4 separate regions of the Sus scrofa genome follow, and all the other regions are linked to region 1. A link is a contact called in public Hi-C, HiChIP or PLAC-seq and promoter capture Hi-C data. All regions are on one chromosome and are shown on one strand. Each heading gives the region's core, a stretch centred on a gene start, on an enhancer-like site or on the middle of the called end of the contact. The rest is flanking DNA. Distances are from core to core; before and after follow the strand shown. Region 1 holds the start of EIF4A2 (eukaryotic translation initiation factor 4A2). Region 2 holds the start of TRA2B (transformer 2 beta homolog). Region 3 holds the start of LOC110256379 (nmrA-like family domain-containing protein 1). Region 4 holds the start of ETV5 (ets variant 5).

Region 1 (3,186 bases), core at 365-2,864:
CCATATTATGAAACAGTAGCTAGACCTAAAGAAAACATTCAACAATTAACACCTAATTGTTGATTGACTTCACCCTATAGACTCAAGTGGACTAAGTTGTTGGCTACTTTTCTGATTTAGTATTTCCTTCAGTTTCCTGGATCCCAGGAGATTTTTAGTAGATTTTGGATGAGCCAACAAGGATTTCTGCTTTCTATTCTCAGACAATGTATGGCATTATCACAAATTTGGACTTGAACATTATAAAGGGATGGTTAAGGAGCAGCATCACTAGACTGCAGGCGAAGACACTGTCATCTGGGTATTAGTTCTTGTCAGTTTCTGGCACAACAATTTTCAAGCAAATGATTTTTTTTTTTTTGGAAAAAATGTGGCATTTAGAAGCAAGCATCATACTGAATATAGTACACAAATATAGAAAATTAAGTCATTTTTCCTGTTATCAGACTTTATGTTGGCAGTCTGATTTAATGGTAAAAGGTTTTCTTGAGTAATTGTGATATTTTGCAGTATGGGTAGGATTGTATTTCAAAGTTAAATGACTATATATATTAATTTTTGTTTTGTTTTTACTAATGAGTATGGGTTAGGGCTATAGTTGAAAGCCTCTGGAGCTTTAAGGGTTACAATGCTCTCAATATCAATAAATCAACATTCATTATATATAAGCAATTAAAATTCAAAAAGCCTTTTGGAAAAAAAAAAAATGACCGGAAGCAAAACTTATGTAGTCCCAAAGCGGCACGGAGCTGTACTTGCCAGAAGCATCCACTTAAATTCCTGAATTACAGGAAAAATTACCCTTCTATTTGCCAGTTTACAATGATTTTATCAGGCATTGCTCACACCTGTTAAAATTTATAACCTTTATTTTTAAAAGGCAGTGAGAGAAGAGGCAACATAAGAAAGGAGTTGGCTACTCCAGAGACAATTTGCAGAGGACCCTACACATTTCTTCTCGCCCTGCACGATGTACGGTAAAGCGGATCTCCTGTGACACGCTGGGCGGCCGACATTTTCCGCAGCGCGAGTTTCACACTGTCAAGGTCTGTATGGATGTTAAACGCTCGTGTCAAAGGCCAGGCGGCTCTTTACCTTCGCGTTAAGTAGCGGCGCGAACAGGCGGAATAGCCCGATTGCCCTCCAGTGCGGAGTATGGCCGTGCCTACACCTTCCGCACCGAGCACGGCGAGCACAGCGAGGTTCCCTGGCTCGCCTGCGGAGAAACCGGGGCCACCCAGCTTCCAAGGGGCCCCGAGCTTCCGCCTCCCGGTCCTGCCCGGCGCCCCGGCCGCCTCTGCTCGAGGGACGCGGAAACCCCGTAGGAGCAGGGCGGGCAGGGAACGCGAACCTAGCTACTGCTTGCTGCAATATTCTTCCGCCGCGGGTCAAAGAGTCCCAACCTTCCCCCAGGGTCCTGGGATTTTCAACAACCCTGGAATATCGACACATAATCAAATTTGAATTTTCTTAATGATTTGCTTCGAATATTTTCTGAGATAAGCATCCCAGGATCACAATTTTGTGACTGGCCGAAGAGCGACAGTAAAATTCCTCCGCGGAAAACGGGTTCCGGCCGCGAGCCTATAAAAAACGGGTGGTGCGGCCCGGCTGTCTTTTCAGTCGGGCGCTGAGTGGTTCTTTGGATCATGTCTGGTGGCTCCGCGGATTATAACAGGTATGGCGCTCTCTCCGGTGGTTTTCTATGGTATGGTCCTAAGGCGCCAGAGGAGATGGTAGTAGGCGGTGAGCAGGAAGAGAAGCCCTGGTTCATAGGCGTTGCCTTGGGCCACGGTACTCCTGTGTCCTTCGAGAAGCTTCCATGAAGTGTAGGGCCCGGGTTGTGGGGAGACGAGACGAGGGTAGGAAAACGGGGTGGTTAAAGCGTGTCTTTCCCCGAAGGCGCATTTGAATCGCAGCCGCCCCCCTGCCCCTGCGGAGCCCGGCGTTTAGTGAAAGCCATGGCGCAGCCCGCGGTTGATAGAGTCTAATGGGGCTCGGAGGTTTATTCGCGGCCAGCGGCGCGGCTTGGGCGCGCTAGACGGTGGTGGGGTGGGGGGCAGGACGGCGACGGCGCCCACTGCCCGCGGCTGGAGGCCGGATGGGGCCGCGCCGGCCACGGGGTCCCAATGAGCCGTTGGCTCGCCTCTCCAGGCCTCGGCCCGCGTCAATCACCCCGGCTTGCGCAGTGTTAGGGGCGGAGCTCAGCGCGTGGAGCTCTCGCGAGACGGTCCGCCGCCGAGGGGAGCGCCTGCGCTCGGGCTTGGAGGGGGAGGGCCGGCGTCGGAGGGGCCTTTCCGGGTGTCCTCAGGTCCTAACCTTTGAGCGGGCGCGCGGGACATTGTGTGCCCTGCGGCATCAGCTTCTTCTGCGGCTTTGGGAAGTGGACTCGTGCAGGGGAGGGCGACCTCAAGAGACCGGTTGTGAAAGCGCTTTTTCGCCCATGTGCAGTTGAAGTGGGTTTGGGGAAGGGATTTTCTCTAACTGCAGTGTTTTTGTTGGCAGAGAACATGGCGGCCCAGAGGGAATGGACCCCGATGGTGTCATCGAGGTAAGAAACGTGTGTGGAATTTGAAACTCTGGGAAGGTAAGTGTGTTCGTCCCATTTATTCCTTTTTTTTTTGCCCAAACTTTCAGAGCAACTGGAATGAGATTGTTGATAACTTTGACGATATGAATTTAAAGGAGTCTCTTCTTCGGGGCATCTATGCTTACGGTTTTGAGAAGCCATCAGCTATTCAGCAGAGAGCTATTATTCCTTGTATTAAAGGTAAAAGAATTCGGCTGTTTTTAAAAATGAATTCACTCTTCTGCATAGACCTGGACCGTAAAAGGGAACGTATACCTTCTGGGGGACTAGCACCTATTTGTATTCCAAAAAGTGAAATGATGGCAATCATCTTTCGGGACTGACCTGAAATGAAGAGAATACTCATTGCTGATCACTTGATTATTTGGGCATAATTATGTTCCAAATGGAATACATGGTGTGACTAGAAGTGACGGTTTGCTGTGGGATCGGTAAATATGTATCCTACTTTTTTTAGGGTATGATGTGATTGCTCAAGCTCAGTCAGGTACTGGCAAGACAGCCACATTTGCTATTTCCATCCTGCAACAGTTGGAGATTGAGTTCAAGGAGACCCAAGCACTAGTATTGGCCCCCACCAGAGAACTGGCTCAACA
Region 2 (3,186 bases), core at 212-2,711, 800 kb before region 1:
CTACAAAAAAGCTTAAATAATCAGACAAACACTGATGACAGTGAAAAATCAAACGTCTTAGGGAAAAATATATAAAGCCAAAATTCATCTGCATAGCTAAAGATGGGGCCTGATTAGTTCAAGCCAAATTAATCAGATTTGAATCCAGAAGTTACACGGTAAATCCACTAAGATTCTAAGAGCTAAAATAAGTTTTTTTTTTCCCCAACAATACCCTTCTAATGAACCACCTAAAATCTTTCTCATTCCTTTGTGGAAGATTTTTGAATAGATTTACCAGATATTTGAATAGATTTTACCGGAAAATTACGTAACATCTAACCTAATCCCATCAAGGTTTAAAAAAAAAAAAAAAAAAAAAATCAAGTTCTATGGTGTTCATTACCCTTCCAACAAATCTCAAGCTCCAAGTAGGCAAGATTCTGCCAAGTCTTACATCTTTACACATTTGTACTCAAGGACCCAAAACCAAGCTTTACATCATGCTTTTTAAGCCCAGGAACTGTCTTATTTCTGCACTTGATCCAACCCTCACGGAACTCTACATTTTTAAGTGAAAACTTAAAAGCGCACCAAAACAAGCTGTAGTTCACATAACAAGAATGCCTCAAAACAAAGGAAACAACGGCGCCATAAATTGTTACCCGCCAATTTCTCCACCATCCCGTGGGGGGGGGGGGACCTCTATAAAACAAGAAAATATCAGCGACCTTGTGGTCTACTTGGACACCGCAACGATCTAGGGTTTGAGACCCTCTTCGACATCAAAGAAAAACACTGCATTTAGGCCGAACACAAAGCCCGCGCGTAATCTCCTCAAACTAACGGGCCCAGGACTTCTCCTAGTTCCCCCACCTGAAAAGAGGCCCCAAGAACACTCTAGAATTTCATACATTCGGGGCTCAGAATTCGACCTTGTCTTACCCTAACGAGCGAAAGACCCCACAGAACGTCGCTTCTTTCCCTCCCGAAGCCCCCGCGACCCTGTGAGGTGTGGGCCCCTCCGCCGGTCGGGCCCGCGTTGACGCGCGGCTCCTCCGCCATTTTGTGCTTCTGGCAGCGCGCCCGGCCCGCCAGCCCAAGATGGCTGCGGCGAGGCTTCGCAGGAGACCAACGGCGAAACGAGATACTGCTCCCCTCCCCCACCACCGAGGGGACGCAGCGGCCATTTTTAATCCCCCCCACCACCACCTCATAACGGAAAAAACCGCCGTTTCGGGTACCAAGCCACCTAAACATGCCGGCAGTCTCCCTCACGGTTAAGACACTACCTAGGAGGGCTTTTCAAACCCTGACTCCCCTCTCTCCTGGTCTCAGTTTTCGGAACCGAAATCGCTCCCCCATCACCCGGCCCGAGGCCGACGGGCCTGGAAAAGATGCAAGAAGCTGGGACCACGCAGCCGCCCCCTTCACCACTGCTACGTACCCGCTCGCCGTAGTTCTGCTCGCCGCTGTCGCTCATGACTCCTGGCTGCTGTCGTCGCTCGACGTGCTTCAAGCGAAGCTGCCACCCTCTCGCGCCTTCTATCTAGAGGCTCCGCCGCAGCCTCACACCACGCAGTGGTTCCCCAGCCGCTGAGGACCGAAACGCTCCGCACCGCCTCCGCACGGGCTCTAAGTCTTCCGGACGTGACGCGGCGCTCTTTAACCCGGCCCCACCCCCTCCCAGAAGGCGCGCTTTCTTGGCCCCGCCCCTCTGCGCTCGACTTTCCCTTTACAGCAGTGGCGCGTCCCGAACCGGACGTGACGTAACCCCGCCCCTCAAACCGCGCTAACTCCCAACTCGGGGTTTCTTAGAGGCGGGAAAGTGAGAGCGCGAGTTGTCCTCAGTGGTGGTCTCCAAGGGCCGTAGTGACGTCATCGGACACGCCTGACTCCCTTCTGGAACTTTCCAGCCGTCGTGGAGGGTGGGGAAGGGAGGAGATGCCCAACATTTCGCCCGTCTTTATTTCCTTTCTTTCACTTTATTCCTCATTTTTGTGTTTTCCTGTGATTGGAGAGGGCGGATAGCCCTATGGTAGGTTCCATGCTTTGCTTTGCTCTTATATATATAACTTCAGTTGTGGGTCTTTCCTGCCTGAAAAACCTTCATTTGAGCATCTGTTAAGTAGCAAGTACTCTACCAGATCTTGATGCACTGAAACCAGGCACAGTCTCTAACCTAAAGGGGTTAGTGGTGTAATTAGGGAGAACTGTTAAACACAGATTTGCAAACTATGATTTCAAACATTAGAGAAATGTATAACTATAGTGGTGTCACAAGGAGTTTAATTATGCCAAATCTCAACAGCATGATATAGTGGGAAGAGTCCAAACTTGGACGTTCAGCCATCCCTCTGTCCCTGTTGTCCTCCTTAAAAAAGTGTGGTACTTGGCTGGTGAGGTACTTCGATATCTGTAAAGGGCCACTTGATTTTTAAAAACAGTTCTCTTGAGATATAATTCACATACCATGCAATACTCCCATTTAAAGTATACAAATTGGAGTTCTTCTGTGGGGCAGTGGGTTAAAGATCTGGTGGGGTCACTGCAGTAGCTTGGGTAGCTGCTGTGGTGAGTGTTCAATCCCTGGCCAGGGAAGTTCTGCATGCCACAGGCACAGCCAAAAAAATAAAATGTACAATTCAAGCGGTTTTTATATTTATAGAATTGCAACCATCACAATTTTATTGTATTTTTTTTAAGGGCCACACCCGCAGCATATGGAAGTTCCCAGGCTATGGACAGCCACAGCCAGATCTGAGCTGTGTCTGCAACCTACACCACAACTCGCAGCAATGCAGGATCCTTAACCCACTGAGCAAGGCTGGGGATCAAACTGGCATCCTCATGGATACTAGTTGGGTTCGTTAACCACTGAGCCACAACAGGAACTCCATACCATCACAATATTAAAACATTTCCATCACCCTGCATAAGAATCCTGTCATTAATAGATATTGTTTATCTTCTCCCCAACCTCCTCTCCCCCTCCTCCCCCCACCCATAACCCTCCCAGCTCTAAGGAATGTAAAACTGTACTTTGTCTAAAGTTTTCCCTTTTATGGACATTTCCTATCAATGGAATCATATGTGTAATATGAAGTCCTTTGTAACTGTTTTCTTTAACTTAGGGTAAAGTTTTCAATGTTCATCCATGCAGTAGCATGTATCAGTGCTTCATTCCTTTTCGTATGGCTGATTTCA
Region 3 (3,186 bases), core at 395-2,894, 780 kb before region 1:
CTGTGTGCCAGAGTGGCAGGCATTGGAGACACACATAAGTGAATAAAACAAAGTCAGTGCCCTCGTTGAGTACACAGTCCAATTGCTAGGGAGGGGGGGAAATAAACATAAGGGCAAAGAAACACGCCTGTAGCATGTCATGTTATAAATGTTATGAAGAAAAATAAAGCAAAGTATGAGGGAGGTAGTACGCCACCCTTAATCCTCATGTGTATTCAAGTCTTTCCGACGGAAAGAAAACTTTATTTCCTCATGTAACCACAGTTTGCTCTCACTTCCTTTACAGCAATCTCCTTAAAGCAGATATCTACAGTGCTTTCCTCACTTCCTCACCTCCCAATGTCTCAACCAGTTGCAGCCTCCAACGCAACTTGCCCAGTTCTGTGTTCATTTCCTCTGTTGCCAACTCCTCCAGTGGGCAGAGTCATTTTTAGTCCTTTCTCTTCATTTTCCCTTTCCCCACATCCAACCATGAAGATCTTCTCAGTTTACCTCCTGAATATGTTTCACTTCACCCCCATTGTCACTGACTCGATAGTCTGCTAGGGCTTCTGCAACAAAGAACCACAAGGCAGAAGCATATTGTCTCATGATTCTGGAGAAGGGAAGTCCAAGATTCAGATGTTGGCAGGGTTGGCTCCTTCTGATGGCTATGAGGGAAGGATCTGCTCCAGGCCTCTCTCCTTGCCTTACAGATGGCCGTCTTTGCATTCGCATGGCAGTCTCCCTGTATCTCCGCATCCTCTTCCCTCTGTACTCACCTCTGTTTTCAAATTTCCCCCTTTTATAAGGACACCTGTCATACTGGGCCAGGCACATGCCAATGATCTCACTTTACCTTGATGACCTCTGCCTACACTTTCTCTCCAAGAAAGATCACATTCTGAGGCATGGGGAGTTAAAACTTCAACCTTTGAATTTTGGAGGGACACAATCCACCCAAAAAAGGCTTGCCTCCATTCAAGTTTTGTCATTTCTCACATGTATCATTTCTTAAGTCTCCTTAGGAGAGTTTCCGCTTCCAGCATTGTCTTGTTTCAACGCATCCTCCATTCTGCTGCCAGAGGATCACATGACACCTGCTGTGGCCGCCAGGATAAATCCAAGCTCCTTGACAGACTTGCCAGGCCATTGTGTTCTGGACTCCGCCATCCTTCCCAGTCTGATTTCCTGCCATTCATATAGCATTACTGCACCCAGCATGAGCCCTGTGTCATGATTACCTTGTCTTTGAACTTAAATAGGCAAAGTTCAAGTTCCTTGGTTCCTTGATTCCTCCATTCCTCCTGCCTAGGGTGGTCTCTCTTTCTACTCTTCCTGACTGAACAACTCAAGGGGACTTCTGGTCAGCTTCAGCATCACCTCGTCTAAATGCCTTCTCTAACACCCCCCCAGTCTGAGTTTCCTGTCTTTCCGCTAGGACCTATGTCCCCTCTATGCTCCTCTCTGCTTTGCTTTTACTTACTAGCTTCTCTCTCTAACCAGGGTCTCTAGTTCTATGCCTAGTGTACTTCATACAAATTTGCTGTACACATGACAGCGACTAAATGAATCCTCATTTAGAAAACCGCTGTGTCAGAGTGACTAAGGTATCTAGCGATAAAGGTTTTACAAGTGAAAATTAGGGGTGTGGTGGCTAGTTGTGGTTTATAAATCTCACAGTCAGTGGAACTTCGCATTTCATCTGCTTCACTGTTTGGAGGAAACTCCTGCTTCTGAACTAATTCTGTGTTCAGTAACATGGCCAGCAAGAAAACCATTGCAGTGTTTGGAGCAACAGGTAAAAAACCCCCCAAACTCCTCACTTTTAAAGTGCATGCTCACTTTGCTTACTTTCTTGTCTTCCTGATTTTCATTTCAGAGTTTGCAAGCAGGGACAGAACAAAGGGCCCTTTGAAGGAAAACTGAGAAAAGTATCATTTGCTTGATACATCATTTCTGATGTAGTAATGGGGCAGGGTGATTTGGCTTGATTGGTCAAAAAGGATCTCAGCAGAACAAGGACAGCTGTCTGTCTGTATTTCTTTTTCTTTCTTTTTTCGTAGAAGTTGCACATCAGCATTAGCTCTACTCTGGAGACTTTTCTCTGCTCGCTTTCTGACAAGCAAAATGAGCAAGTGTGAGAGCCCATGGGTATGTAGGGACAGCCTTGTGCCTAACCTGTATTCCAGCGACTCTCTGGGGGAGGGACTTCTCCCTCTTGGACAGCTGCCCAAGAGCCTTTAGCCAGCATTGCTGCTTCCACTCTGCCTCCCTTGCACTCTGCTCTCCAACAGCCAGAGCTATCTTGGCAAAATGTAATTCTAGTCAGGTCTTTCTCCTCTGTCAAATTCTCACATCTGCCTTTTGATCTATTTGAAACTGTCATAGCATGGCAAGCTTTGCTCAAAACCCTCTGTCTCACTCCAGGTAAAATGCAAAGCCCAGCGGATCACCTATGAGACCCTTGTGGACCTCATCTTCTTCCGTTCACCCTTGCTCATTCTGTGTGTTTCTCAGACTCACTCCACCTTAAGGCCTTAGCATTGGTTGCTCCCACAACCTAGAGTAATCTTCCTCCAGTTACCCACACTGCTTTCTCCCTCCTGTCTGCCACCAGCTGGTGTCCTCTCCATGTGCACTTTCCAGAGCTCGGTATTTAAAATTGCAGCCAATTTTAAATTTTAAGCCAGTTCTTGTCCTGGCTCAGCAGAAAGGAATCTGACTAGCATCCGTGAGGACGCAGGTTGGATCCCTGGCCTCGCTCAGTGGGTTAGGGATCCGGCGGTGCCTGACCTGTGGTGTAGGTTGTGCAGACACGGCTCGGATTCCTTGTTGCTGTGGCTGTGGTGTAGGCTGGCGGCTACAGCTCAAATTCGACCGTTATCCTGGGAACTTCCATATGCCATCGGTACAGCCCTAAAAAGACAGTAAAATAAAATAAAATTGCAACCCCTCTCCACGTTGCCTGTCTGACTCCCCTCCCTGCTTGATTTCTCCCATTACTGTCTGTCTCTCCACATAGGATAGAAGCTCTGTGAGGTTAGGGATTTTGTCTGAAGGGAGGCAAAGCCCCAAACAGGGAGAAGAGAGAAGCAAATTCTCAAAAATCAACAGCCAGATATGACATTGCCTGTTGAAGGAAATAAAAGTAGAGAAAAGGAGATGATTGTCGCATTACAGTGATGGTGACATGGTTGGTTTTTC
Region 4 (3,186 bases), core at 464-2,963, 650 kb before region 1:
AGATCTTTTCAGAGTCTACCAATGGAATGCGTTGCAAAACTACTTCACTATGAAGGAAAAAAAAAATCTTTTAAAAAATTAAATGAAAGAAAGTAGGTGCCAGAAGCGCATCCAAAAGAGGCATCGAGGGTCTTTAAAGCAACTCTCAAAGTTCAAGGGCTAGAAAAATTTTGTTCAAAGTATAAATTAAAAAAAAAAAAAAGCCTGAAGGGAAGGCTCGAATTCATCCAGGAGTATAAACCACTTCCTTTGTGCTCCCCCCCCCCCCCACACACACACCACGCCTGGTGCCCCCAGGAAAAACTTTAACACAACGCAGCGGTCCGATCGAGGCCCCTCCCCCGCGGCGCGCAGCGGGCCCGGTTTTATGAATGGGAGAGCGAGCCGCAGCCGCCACATCAGGTAAAGGCTGTAACTGGATCCCTAGCACTGGGCCCCATTCACAAAACAAGACACACTTCCACCCAATTCCCAGCCTTCTCCATTCATGAAAACTCCTTTGGATGCGCCCCCGCCCCCACTCCCAACGCACGCCCTGCCTCCGACGCAGGCCCCTCACCCCAGCGTTTTAGGAGGAAAGCTCAATGCTTCATTCACAAAAAAGCAAAGAAAAAAAGCCGCAGGGAGCTGCGAGCCAACGAAAGAAACCCGCTTCATTCATAAAGTCACCCACATTCATAAAAACGAGCTGCGGCGCCGGGCGCTACCAACAGCCTCCAATCCCCCCCTCCCCACCCCCGCTAGAAAAACCTTCCAAACATCTCTCTTTGGTACCCCTTTTCAATTAAGAGTTCAGTTTCCCCCAGAGGTCTCCTCCCCTCTGAAAATGCGGTCAGATCCCTAATCCAGCGCGAGGAGGCTCCGGCATCTCTCCATCCCCCTCCGCATTTTTTTTTTTTTTCCTTCTTTTCCACCATCCCCAGGCCGCGGTTCTGATGCTCCCCGATTTCTCGAGAATCGCCGTGCAGCCTGACGCCCTTGGTCTGCTGGGGTGGGAGTGGGGGACTGGTGTCCACTTTCCACAACCTGAAACTTGCAAGGCCTGCCTAAGTTCCCGGCCGACCCCAAATCTCGCAGGCTGCACATGTCACTTAACCTCTCCTGGTACTGGGGTGGGGGTGCATCACCTCTCAAACATTCGCCCAAAGCTGCTTTAGGTCCCCTCCTCACTGCAAACCTCTGCCGAGTACCTCTTCTCCAGAGCCCCCAAGTCCTCTCCGGACTCTCAGATCTCCAGAGATGGTAAAGCCGGCAACTCGGCGCCCCTCCATCCCCACCCGGGAGCCCCCGCACCTCGCGCTCCCGCGCGCCTCCCCCGCGACGTGCGGAAACCCGCTCTCTGCGCGCTCCGGAACCGTTAGCCGCCTCCGCTCGACGCCTCTCAGGAACCGGACCGGACCGGGCCGCAAGAGGAGGGGGCGGTCAGCCCTGGAAGGGAGGGGGCTCAGCCACCACAGAAAGTGCACCCCGACTTTGAGGATTCTGAATTAGCCAGTGAACTCTCGCCCGCTGGGCCCTTCCAAGACACCCGCTCCAAAAACCCTCTGTCCCTCGACGCCCCCTCACCTGAGGCGGTGGCTCTCCTCCCCTTGCAGCGGCCCCGGGGCGCAGGCGCGCTCACGCACGCGCGCACCGGGCCTGGGTGCCTAGGCGAATGGCTGGGCCGCACCGCTCCGGAGACGATAAACCGCTCCGCGCACCAGCGGCTGGACTCTGCGCTGCAGCTGCCAACCAGGCTGGAGCGCTGGCCCGGCCCCCAGCGGCCCGCCGCTCTGCCCACCGCCATTGGCCCGCGGCTGTAGCCCAGCCGTTTTCCCATTGGCCCGAGGCCGCTCCAGCGGCTGCCCATCACCTCTTGTTTACCCTGTCTGCGGGCAAATCCAGCCAAGCCGCCCCATCAACTCTGGTCCTCATTGGTCAACAGCACGTCCCTCCCCACCCCCTCAGGGGTCTGTTTTACATAATTTATGCATCTGGGGCCCATTGGCCAATCAGCACAGGCTTGTTTATATAATGAATGTAAGGACGTTTTTCATTCATAAAAAACGCGACCTGAGGGGGAAGCTTAGCTGAGTCAGTGAAGCACTTAAAGGGGCCGAGGGCCTCTAAGAGCCGCCTTTACTTCTCTCCTTGCAGCTCTCCCAACTTTTCACCGAAGCTTGGCTCTTTCCCCTTCCTCATTCACCCTTACTTCTTCCCCACCCCCACTCCCAGCCCTCCCAGCAACACCACTGCCGGGATTGGGCCGCTGAGCCCCGGTCGTTCGCAGCTGCAGCACCAAGAGAAGTTATCATTTTAGAATTCAGGCGAGAGGAATCTGTCATTCCACCCGGAGAGAAACTCGCTGACCGACCTGGGCGTTCGGCCCATAGAAACACAGAAAACGGAAACCGAGCCCTCTAATCTTAGTTACCTTTAAGAGAGGCCTTAATTTCCTTTAACTAGGTTTCCAGTGGGGGAAGAAAAAGCAGTATCTCCCTTTAAAATCTGAGCTCTCAAACAGCTTTTAGGTACTATTTTATACTGGCAGGCCCAAGGCCCAACCAAATCCTGTTTTCTCCCCATGCTTAATTGCAGTTTATAACCGCCAGAGTGGGTTTTGGATCCGGGATGTGAGAGGGTCGGCACTCAAAGAAATCCTCTCTGGGGAGGACACCAACCGGTCCGCCGACCTAGAAACATAAATCCCTCCGAAGCGGGCTTGCAGAGTTAGATCGCCTGCTTGTTTTCCATTTAAGTGTTGAATGCAAGATGGTGCATTTGCGAATTAGATCCCGTGCAGCTGGGAACGAGGAGAAGCTACTCTTCTTGCCAAACGACCGGGCACTAACTGCAATTGCTCAGATTCTTAACAGGGTGTTCCAGGAAACAAGCAATCCTCTCCCCTCTCCGCCCCCTCTGCCCCCTTCTGCGAAGGCCGTGGGATGACTCTCTGCTCTCCCCCAGGATATTGGGACTTGCGAAGGAGCTCTTCTGTTCTCATTCTGCTGGTGTGCCCTGCCATTCACCTCGTGCGCCAGCGGTGGGGGGAGGAGAGAGCCCCTAGTAAAGACTGGCCCTGCCGACACTGGGGCTGCCTCCTACCACCACCGTGGGGAATGCAGTGTGGATTTTTTAAAGAAAAAAAAAATTTAGGTCAAAATTTGCCCACCTTTTTCTGCTTCCACTTATGGGCTCTCAGTCATT

What was found. Promoter capture Hi-C pulls out the DNA fragments that hold promoters and counts their contacts. Hi-C and Micro-C count contacts between places; a contact is called where the count stands out from the background. HiChIP or PLAC-seq counts read pairs in DNA pulled down with a chosen protein or histone mark.
Region 2: a contact with region 1 is called in a promoter capture Hi-C map of fetal liver, with 5 times the contacts expected there. The contact joins the promoter of TRA2B here to the promoter of EIF4A2 in region 1. A contact is called at or near these places in 3 of 5 promoter capture datasets (fetal liver, fetal skeletal muscle and liver), 3 of 47 Hi-C or Micro-C datasets (differentiating spermatogonia, embryonic fibroblasts and heart right ventricle) and 2 of 2 datasets of contacts at active chromatin or transcription factors (alveolar macrophages and skeletal muscle).
Region 3: a contact with region 1 is called in an H3K27ac HiChIP or PLAC-seq map of alveolar macrophages. The contact joins the promoter of LOC110256379 here to the promoter of EIF4A2 in region 1. A contact is called at or near these places in 2 of 2 datasets of contacts at active chromatin or transcription factors (alveolar macrophages and skeletal muscle).
Region 4: a contact with region 1 is called in a Hi-C map of skeletal muscle, with 2.8 times the contacts expected there. The contact joins the promoter of ETV5 here to the promoter of EIF4A2 in region 1. A contact is called at or near these places in 2 of 47 Hi-C or Micro-C datasets (heart right ventricle and skeletal muscle).

Annotation. Positions count from the first base shown.
Region 1 is chr13:124,581,448-124,584,633 of Sscrofa11.1, forward strand. It overlaps EIF4A2 (eukaryotic translation initiation factor 4A2), which reads left to right and starts at 1,615. Exons shown (of 11, transcript NM_001100195.1): 1 at 1,615-1,678; 2 at 2,506-2,551; 3 at 2,638-2,770; 4 at 3,048-3,186. The coding sequence starts at 1,650.
Region 2 is chr13:123,779,290-123,782,475 of Sscrofa11.1, forward strand. It overlaps TRA2B (transformer 2 beta homolog), which reads right to left and starts at 1,462. Exons shown (of 9, transcript NM_001077221.1): 1 at 1,427-1,462. The coding sequence starts at 1,462.
Region 3 is chr13:123,800,996-123,804,181 of Sscrofa11.1, forward strand. It overlaps LOC110256379 (nmrA-like family domain-containing protein 1), which reads left to right and starts at 1,645. Exons shown (of 4, transcript XM_021070002.1): 1 at 1,645-1,780. The coding sequence starts at 1,741.
Region 4 is chr13:123,928,444-123,931,629 of Sscrofa11.1, forward strand. It overlaps ETV5 (ets variant 5), which reads right to left and starts at 1,714. Exons shown (of 13, transcript NM_001243025.1): 1 at 1,567-1,714.